Linked DNA regions of Sus scrofa: all the other regions are linked to region 1. Evidence: chromatin contacts called from public HiChIP or PLAC-seq data. All regions are on one chromosome and are shown on one strand. Each heading gives the region's core, a stretch centred on a gene start, on an enhancer-like site or on the middle of the called end of the contact. The rest is flanking DNA. Distances are from core to core; before and after follow the strand shown.

Evidence for each region. HiChIP or PLAC-seq counts read pairs in DNA pulled down with a chosen protein or histone mark.
Region 2: an H3K27ac HiChIP or PLAC-seq map of alveolar macrophages shows a contact between it and region 1. The contact joins two enhancer-like sites. A contact is called at or near these places in 1 of 47 Hi-C or Micro-C datasets (embryonic fibroblasts) and 1 of 2 datasets of contacts at active chromatin or transcription factors (alveolar macrophages).
Region 3: an H3K27ac HiChIP or PLAC-seq map of alveolar macrophages shows a contact between it and region 1. The contact joins two enhancer-like sites. A contact is called at or near these places in 1 of 47 Hi-C or Micro-C datasets (embryonic fibroblasts) and 1 of 2 datasets of contacts at active chromatin or transcription factors (alveolar macrophages).

The regions. Positions count from the first base shown.
Region 1 is chr10:66,775,711-66,778,692 of Sscrofa11.1, forward strand. No RefSeq gene overlaps it. Among named protein-coding and RNA genes, the nearest start is that of PITRM1, 220 kb to the right of the region's middle. Within about 2 kb of position 1,436, at least 19 of the 83 cell types and tissues checked have an H3K27ac peak or open chromatin away from gene starts, as enhancers often do. A contact at or near this core is called in alveolar macrophages, where this site is marked.
Region 2 is chr10:66,558,926-66,561,907 of Sscrofa11.1, forward strand. All of the region lies in intron 1 of LOC102157904 (a long non-coding RNA gene), which reads left to right. Among named protein-coding and RNA genes, the nearest start is that of KLF6, 72 kb to the left of the region's middle. Within about 2 kb of position 1,531, at least 13 of the 83 cell types and tissues checked have an H3K27ac peak or open chromatin away from gene starts, as enhancers often do. A contact at or near this core is called in alveolar macrophages, where this site is marked.
Region 3 is chr10:66,581,764-66,584,745 of Sscrofa11.1, forward strand. No RefSeq gene overlaps it. Among named protein-coding and RNA genes, the nearest start is that of KLF6, 95 kb to the left of the region's middle. Within about 2 kb of position 1,473, at least 9 of the 83 cell types and tissues checked have an H3K27ac peak or open chromatin away from gene starts, as enhancers often do. A contact at or near this core is called in alveolar macrophages, where this site is marked.

The DNA.
Region 1 (2,982 bases), core at 186-2,685:
CTGCGCCTCCAGCGCCTTAGAGGCGGGATGCGGTCGGACAGACGGCAGCTGTGGCACAGAATCCCCTCTGGACCCCTTTCTGTTCCACGAGGGGAACAGCCTGGGCCTTTGGGAACGGAAGCAGGACCCTCTCGGGCCTCTGGCCCCGTGGGAAAAGCTGGCTCAGCGACATCTGAAACCCTGGCGGCTGCGGTTGTCCTGCCCCAGACTCCCAGGCACTGTGCTGACTGCTCGCAAGAGCGCAGTGAGTCAGGCATTTCGGGAGCATTTTTCAAAAGGGGAAACCCCTCCCTCCCCGAAATGTGACTCTCTAATGAAAAGAGACAGTGTCAAAACACCAACCGACTCCTCCACTCTCGGGTTCCTTTCATTCTTCCTGACTGAGACTCTTTTGAAGACTGGTTTGAACTCTCGGAGGCCTGAAACCCAGTCCTGTTGCAAAGCAAGAAGCCGCGTTCTCTTTGGGCTGGAATGTGAGCAGACAGGCCCCACCTACCACCTCCTCTAATCAGAGGGCCAGGCCCCAGGCCAAGAGGAGCACAACCTGCTCTGCAGACTTAGGTAGAAATGCGCTGAACCTGAGTTTAAAAAAGAAAAGGGGAGTTTCCATTGTGGCGCAGTGGAGACGAATCCACCTAGCATCCATGAGGTTGCGGGTTTGATCCCTGGCCTCCCTCAGTGGGTGAAGGATCCGGCCTTGCGGTGAGCTGTGGTGGAGGTCACAGATGCAGCTTGGATCCCACGTTGCTGTGCTGGCATAGGCTGGCAGCTGTAGCTCGGATTGAACCCCTAGCCTGGGAACCTCCATATGCTGTGGGTGCAGCCCTAGAATAGACAAGAGACAGAAAAAAAAAAAAAAAAAAAAAGCCAGGGGGAGAAGGGAAGAAGGGAGGGAGAGAGGTTCCCGTAGGAGGCCTCTGCTTGGGTTGCAGTCTTCCCAGAACCAGCCCGGGCTCCTGAAGCCTGGGGAGGTTGTGTCACACGTGCCCTCCCCCATCGAGGAAAAGTCCTCGGGTCTTCAGGGCTGGTGTTCTGCTCGGGCTGGCCTGGCCGACCCTGAGTCCGTCTCCACGTCCTTGCTCACATCTGACCGAGGCTGGGCACTTTCTCTCAGGAGAAAGAAGAGGAGGAGCCGGTCCCATGTGCTGCTGGCTGCTTTGGGTTAGATGATTCAGCTCGTTTTTGTGGATTTCCCAAGACACTTTCTGAAACTCTGTTGAAAAAATCTGTGTGATCTTGTAACAAATTAAACAAAAGACAAACCACAAGGGCCTGCCTGTTTGAATAGCACACCCACAAAAACTCTGCTTCTCCCGGCCTGTTGTGGAGGAGAAGCTGGGCAGGAGCATCAGCTAAATTCTAACTTCCTCGCCCCCCAGCTCTGCACAGCCTTCCTGGCGGCTTCCTGGGAGCTGGGGAGGGGCGGGTACCTTGTCGTCAGCCCAGGAGCACGCCAGCACACGGCCTGCCCGTGGACCACCTCGCCGACTGTGCCGGGTGCCTCGATGGCCAGCTCCCGTTTTAAATGAATCGGGGCTGGAGGGAAATGTGTGTGCTTTGTATTCCGTTTCAGCTTTAGGCGCTCAGTAGCATTTTCTATATATTCCCCTTAACAATGAGAAGCATGACTCCTCCGTTTCGTTGCCGTCTGTTTTCTTCCCCACGCACACACATTTCTTCAGCAGCTGAGTCACAGCAACACCGTAAGCGCCCGCGTGCTCTCACCAGCCAGGCTTTCCCAGCACACTTCATGCAGATGGAATTTCTCGCATCCCCACCCCCGATGCCCTCCTTCCGTGTGGATGTTGGAGTTGTGGTTGGGTGTTCGCCTCTGGGCCGCTGCTGTTATCTCCAGGGAGCCATCGCAACAAAGAAACATGTATTTCCAAGATGCGCAGCCCTGCCCAGCCCAGGAGCGTGGCTTATCCAGCCATCACGCCCAAGACAGAGGCGCCCATTCACAAGCACAGCCACCCTCCTCTCCCTGGAGAGGAGCTTCCCCGGCGTCGGGGAGATGCCCTGTCTTGCAGGGTGGGTTTTGAAATGTGCGATTCTGCGAAGCAGCGGCAAGGACAGTATCCTTTGCTCTTTCTTGGGTAGGCTGTTTTGTTGCCACTGTTACTCCTAGGCCGCCTCGAGAACAGCAGGCTCAGCCCTTAGAGAATTCTCAGATTGGAAGGAATGCACAGACTCAGAAATCTAACACACACACACACACACACACAGAAGGCGGGGCCTCGTGTGTTTTGCCAAAAACCATCTAGAATTTCCTGTTTTCCAAGTCTAGGATGTTACTTTACCTTTTGGGATCAGGTTTTCCATGTTCCTGGGATCTGGAACTTTCTATTTCTGACTTCTCTGAGGATGTATGAAAGACATTCAGTGGGCGTCTTGTAAAAACTGTACTGTTTCTCCCCCTTTTTGAAAAAATTTGAGATATAGTTGATTTATAACATGTTTCAGTTGTACAGCATAGAGATTCATAATTTTTAAAGGTTATACGTCACTTATAGTTATTACCAGTGTTACCTAATTCCCTGTGCTGTACAAGATAACATTGTAGCTTATTTATTTTATATACAGTAGTTTGTACCTCTTAATCCCTTCCTCCTGTCTTGCTCCTTCCCCCACTGGTAACCACTAGTGTCTTCTCTGTATCCATGGGTCTTTTTCTTTTTTGTCATGTTCACTGGTTTGTTTTAGATTCCACATACAGGTGATGGCATACAATATTTGTCTTTGTCTTAGTGAAAGTGACTTCTGTCAGTAAGCATGATGCCTCCAAGTCCATCCATGTTGCTGCACATGGCATTCATTGGTTCTTTTTTATGACCGAGTGGTATGCCATTGTGTGTTAAGTGCCACATCTTCTTTATCCTGTCATCTGTTGGTGGACACTTAGGGTTCCTCTGCATCTTGGCTGTTGTTAATAATGCTGCTGTGAACATTGGGGTGTTCATATCTTTTTGAATTAATGTTTTG
Region 2 (2,982 bases), core at 281-2,780, 220 kb before region 1:
TATCCCTGCCGTAATATAACTCCTGTGTTAGCTATAGTCTTGGAATTACCTCAAATTTAAAGATTTTAGTTGTTTTTTCTGCTGAGGCTGCGCCTGCTGCTCACTTTATATGCGTAGGGTTGCCAGGTCACTGAATCATTAGCATGTTTTTTCCCTAAGGTCTAATCTAATATCTGGAGGTTGAACACTCTTGGATACTCTAAGACAGCTGTGGCCGCTACACTGTATCAACAAGAATATGGCAGATTGGGTAGATTATAAAGGCATACATTTATTTCTCATGATGGTAGAGGCCGGGAGTCAAGATCAGGGGCCTAGCAGAGTGGGATCTGGGGAGAACTCTTTCTGGTTGCAGATGCCAGCCTCTCATTTCATCTTCACATGGCTGAGAGAGCAGGAGAAGGGCAAAGCAAGCTCTCCCCAGACTCTCCTAGAGGCACTAATCCCATCTGTGAGTGCCCCACCCTCCTGACCCTGCTAATCCTAATCATCTTCCAAAGGCCCCTCCTAATACTGTCACATTGAAGGGCCGGATTTTGGGGGGACACAGACATTCAGTCCCTACATCTTTCAAACCGTGGTGCCTGTACATTTAATAAAACCATCAAGCCATTGCCCTTTGCATGACTCACAAGCACTAGAGAACAACAATTTTAAAAACTGAAATTTACTGCTCTGCAGGCATACCAGATCCTTTAGTGGGATGGAAGTGTGAGCTGGGAAGGTGTGAATTTAAAACATCCCAGTCATGCTGTGGTGGCGTATTGAAAATACGAGGGAATGGATATATCTTGGGAACAAAGTATCCAGGTTGGAGATTTTGGGAAATGACTGTTCTGTCTGATAGAAAAATGGTGTGATGAAAGCATCAGAAATGAAGGCAGTGTGTGCTGATGATGCTGGCCTTCAGGAGAAAGAGGAGGACTTGAAGAATATGCCCACATGAAATAATCTCATCTTCAACTTAGTTTTTGACCTCCCCAGGCTCACAGAGCAAGAGTGTTCCTTCTTTACTGAGAGATCAGAGCTTCTCTCCTTAGCATCTGGACTTCTGCATCAAAAAGGCCATTCTAAGAGTGCTGGATTGAGTATGGCCTTCTAACTGGAAGCTGCCTCATCCTACCATGCCCCTGTCAGTTCTCCAGACTCTCTCCATAGTTCTCTCAATTTGAACCAGTCTCTCAGACTTTGGATGTTCCAGAATCCACTTTCCAGCTGAGTCCCAACCACTTGGCTACCTTCCCCAATCTCACTTTGAGTTTCCTGGGAGACATGGGCCCTGACTGATGGGAATTGGGGCAGCCTGTCAGAACCCATAGTGGCGTCTAGTATCCGTGCAGCTGACATGTGCATTATTTAGAAACCACGGGGTATGTAAAATGGGAAGAGGTCCACTTGGCAGTTCAAATTGGCGCATGTCTGTCTTGTGACACTTCCTCTGCTTCCTGGAATAGAATTCAGCCCCTCTTCCAGAACCTCCTGCAGAATATGTGACTTGCATTTGCAGAGTCGGCCCTGGGGCGTTTCATAACTCTGCCTTGATAACCACGTGGTAACAAGATTCACATATTTAGCAAGCTAAGAGCTTGGGATGATAAGTGGTATTAATAACGCCTGTCTGTGCTCCGTATCGCCTGACTTGATCAAGTAAACGACTCCTCTCACCCTAGCATGTTGAGTACAATAGCTGATTAATGTGAAATAAATCCATACAGTTCAGAGGAAGCTTTTGCTGAACTGGAATGAACATTTGGCACATTTAGCTGTAATTGGAAGTGAACCTTTAACCAGCAGATCCCGTGAAGGGGGTGCTTCTTCCTAAGTGCGCTTGTGTCCTGGCCTAATCACGTGACACTGGACTACTTGGGTCTTCATTTTCTTTTCTTTTCTTTTTTTTTCTTAATGACAAGAGTAATACATTGTTTCGGGGATGAGTAAATTTTATTCATTATTGCACCTTTTTTTGTTGTTGTTGTTAAAACTTACTGCATAAATACTTGGAACCCTGAATTCCAGATGAAATGCCTGAGTTTCATCCGTACTGGCTGTAAACACTGGCCTACTGTTCATGTCTCCCTCTGGTGTAGGTCTGTACCCATCAGCGTCCATCTCTCTCTATATGGCTTTGGTTTTGCCTACCTCTCTTGGGATTCACTATCTTGTCCTTTTTATCATTCATCTTTATCATATGTCCCCCTTAAGTGGCTCTTGGATGTTTTCCCTGAAATTGCTTCTTGGGAAGCCCCCAGTAGCTCTCATCTCCATAATGGGCTTGTCTGGCTGTGGGCCGCCGTCCCGTCATCCCTGTACTGCTTCCTGGGAATGACCACATCCCAGCAGGATAGCCATAACAGTTTCTAGTACCACCCCCAGAACACCTACAGGGGGCAGGTAGGAAACAAATGCACAGTGGAGTTAGTCAGCTCTTTCCTCCTCTGGCTAAGGCTGCTGCCCAGAAGAAGGGTGACTTTGAGACACATGTGTCTTTTTGTGGCCATCAGCCTAGGCCCCTTCTCAGCAGCCCCTTGACCCCATGGTCAGTGAGTCTTTCACACCCGCAGTCCCTGGATGGAGCAGAGGAGGACTGGCACGGTGTCCCGCTCATGTGACCCCTGTCTTCCTGTGCAGCCTGCTCTCCTTTCTCCACTGGGCCCTGTCTTGTGGTCAGTGTGGTATCTGACCTGGGGTCAGCTCCCTTTTCCTGCTCTCATCACTCCCAAGTCCGGAGTCCTTACCTCAGCCCCCACTTCCCACATCCGGGCCCCACTTTCCCTTGGGCACTGTCCCCTCACCTGCAAATTGGACCCAACAAAGTCTCTTTAATTGGGCTGTTGTGAAGGTTTTAGGAGATGCTAAAAGCAGCTGTCGTATGGGGTCAGCAAACGTCAGTCACCTTCTTCTTTCTTCCTGCCTCCTAGTGGTACCTCCCCTCACTGTGTGCTCCAGCATCATGGGTCTTCACAGCTTCAGGCTTCCAGGTTT
Region 3 (2,982 bases), core at 223-2,722, 190 kb before region 1:
ACCAGTGATCACTCTTTTCCCCAACAGCCAAACTGTGGGTCCAGGAGCCAAGGAGTAGATGCAGAAGTGCTGTTTGACTCTCAGCATATCGCTTTCACTTTCAGAACTTTGCTTCCCATCTCTGCAGTCTTGCAGAATCTGGAGCCTTGGTGTCCAAGGGAGGAGTGCTCCTGGGAACACAGCTGTAGTTTTCCCGGGTTCAAAGGGAAGGCTGCCCTTGGCCATTTTGGACTCCTTACCTCACGGAACTGAGGGCATAGAAGGAGGTCAATGCATGACCTGAAAGGATGAACCTGTCACTGGGACTGATTTCACACGGTGAGGTGCAGGAGATCGTCTCTGAAACCCGGGGATTCACTGAGTTGCTACCTGCTGCTCCTGAGTCCCATCATGATGATTGATAGGAACTCGGTAAATGCAGGACCATCAAGTAATTTGCATCCTTTATCAGTAAGATTTAGGCAGAAACAAACAGACAAGCAACCAAACGGTTCTGTGAGCCAACATGCCAGCTGAAAGGCAGGGGAACATGCGTGTTCAGTGAAATAAGGAAGCTAGGAAGGTGAATTTAGGTCTTGTAAAGGCAGGTCTGCAGCATCCACATTATATGTTCATTCTTTCTTTCCTCCCTATGTCTTCTGATCCTGCTACTCTACGTGAAGGGCTCTGGATGTGGATAACGTTATCACTTTGGTTCTGGGTGGAAGTAGATTAAATTCCATAAGAATACAGTGGTTTATGGAAAATGCGTTTCCTTGTGCTGGGTATGCATGTCTTTCTACCTAAAAGAAGGAGGACTTGCGTGCTAACTGGTGAAAAGGACAGGTAATGCTAGTGATGGCCCTCATGTCCCTCCAGATCCATTTCCTGCCGCCTTCTGTCCTGTCTGTGTTCTCAGACACTCACTTCTGTGGATAGTATTGTCTGGTCTTCTTGGCCTTTGTGGTGAGTATAGCCAGGAAGAGGCACAGAAGGAAAGAGGGTGGGGTGTTTAACTCGCCTGCTCCCTCTCTGCTGGGCCATGGCCTTAGCCATCTGTGAACTTGTTGCCAAGCTCCCTAAAGCAGACCTTCCTCCATGGATGTGGCCATCCATGGTTCTGGCCAAACTTGCTTCGGGTCAAGGGATTGTAACTACTATTGCTTGTTTGCACTACTTTACTGTTGGTTTTCTTGGCACTTCTTATACTGTTGTAAATATTCCTTTTATTAACCTTGTCAATTAACCCTTGTCAGTGTACCATTTGTACCATCATTTTCCTGCCAGGACACCAACAGATGCCCTTAAATAGTTCTTAAACCTGTTTGGTTTCCCAGTCTCTACCAGTACAGTGAGTTTGGGCTACTCTAATAAAATACCATGACTGGGTAGCTTAAACAACATTTATTTCTTATAGTTCTGGAGGCTGGAAATTCGAGGTCAAAGTGCTAAAGGTTCAGTTCCTGGTAAGCGCCCTCATCCTGGGTGGCAGACAGCCACCTTTTCACTGTGCTATGGCAGAGAGAGAGAGAGTGCTCTGGTGTCGCTTGCTCTGTTTATAAGGGAACTGTTTACATCACAGGGGCCCCACTCTCATGGCCTCATCTAAACTAAATATCTCTCAAAGGTCCCGCCTCCAATACCATCACAGTGGGGATTAGCCTTCAATATAGGCATTTGGGGAACACAAACATTCAGTCCAAAGCACTGCTATTAGTAGCCTACACTCTAATCCAACAATAGCATCAGCTGTACTCTGAGTTCTGTGGCTAGACGCACATGCTACTCTGATCCCGCCCACTCTGAGCACATGTGGTCGGTGACTGGTGTTCCCAGAGCCTCACTCCCTCCAGCAGTGGGGTCGTGCTTTTTCCCAGCAGAATGAGCAGAGTACCCATCCCATCTCATTGGCTTTGCTTTGGCCAGTGGGAAGCTTTAGATTCACACTTGAAGAGGTGCTGAACATGATCTTATCAGCCACTTGGATTTCTACCATCCAGTGAGTAGAACCAGCTCGGGTTTGCTACAGAAGGAGATGGATTCAGGGAGCAGTTCTGGAACCACCTACAGCCTGGCAGGTCCAGCTCATTGTGGCAAAGTCCATCAGATATACTGGCTTCTAACAGCTGAGGAATATTTAACCTGTTAATATAAGTGTAATAGTCACAGACGATTTTATACAACAAAGAGGAGGTTATAATGGCTGTATAATAACATGAGATCTGTTGGAAGATATGCTGTTACATGGAACAGCTTATAAATTGTATACTTAATAGACAAAGGCCACACATAGAAGAAGTATTAGAAAGAAAAAATAGAACAAGAATACTAACAGCCACTTGCCTTTCTAAAAAAAAAATATTTCACAATTTCTTTATATATGAAGCAACTTAATGAAACAGAAAGATGAGGGTTTTGAAACCACACAGGCCTACACTTGAATCTCTGCTTCACAAGTCGTTGGCTGTGTGAAGTTGGAGGTTATTGAACTTCTCTGAGCCTCTTTTTCCTTATCTGTTTGCTTTCATCTTTATCGTGCTTATTTCAAAGATTATTGGGTGGACGTATGAGAAAATGTAGGTTTTGAAAAGCTACATTTTCTCATACGTCCACCTGTAACTAGTTTTCTTTTCTTCATATTATATATTTAAAAAGAAAAAATAGAGAAAAGGGAAGGGAGGAAAGAAGGAAGAAAAAAGGAAGATGTGTTCCTCAAATGAAGCAAATTACTGTCTTTGTGGGAGGGACTTGCTGGTGAACATCCTTGGAGCAATAGATCCCTCTCCAAGCAGTAATAAACAGATGCTTTATGGGATTGGGGTGCCCCGTCGTGACACTCACTATCTGTCTATCTGTCTGTCTATCTATCTATCCATCCTTTTTTTTTTGTTTTGTTTTTTTGGCTGCTCCCGTGGCATGCAGAAGTTCCTGGGCCAGGGATGGAACCCGCACCATAGCAGTGACCTGAGCCACAGCTGTGACAATGCTGGATCTTTAAGCTGC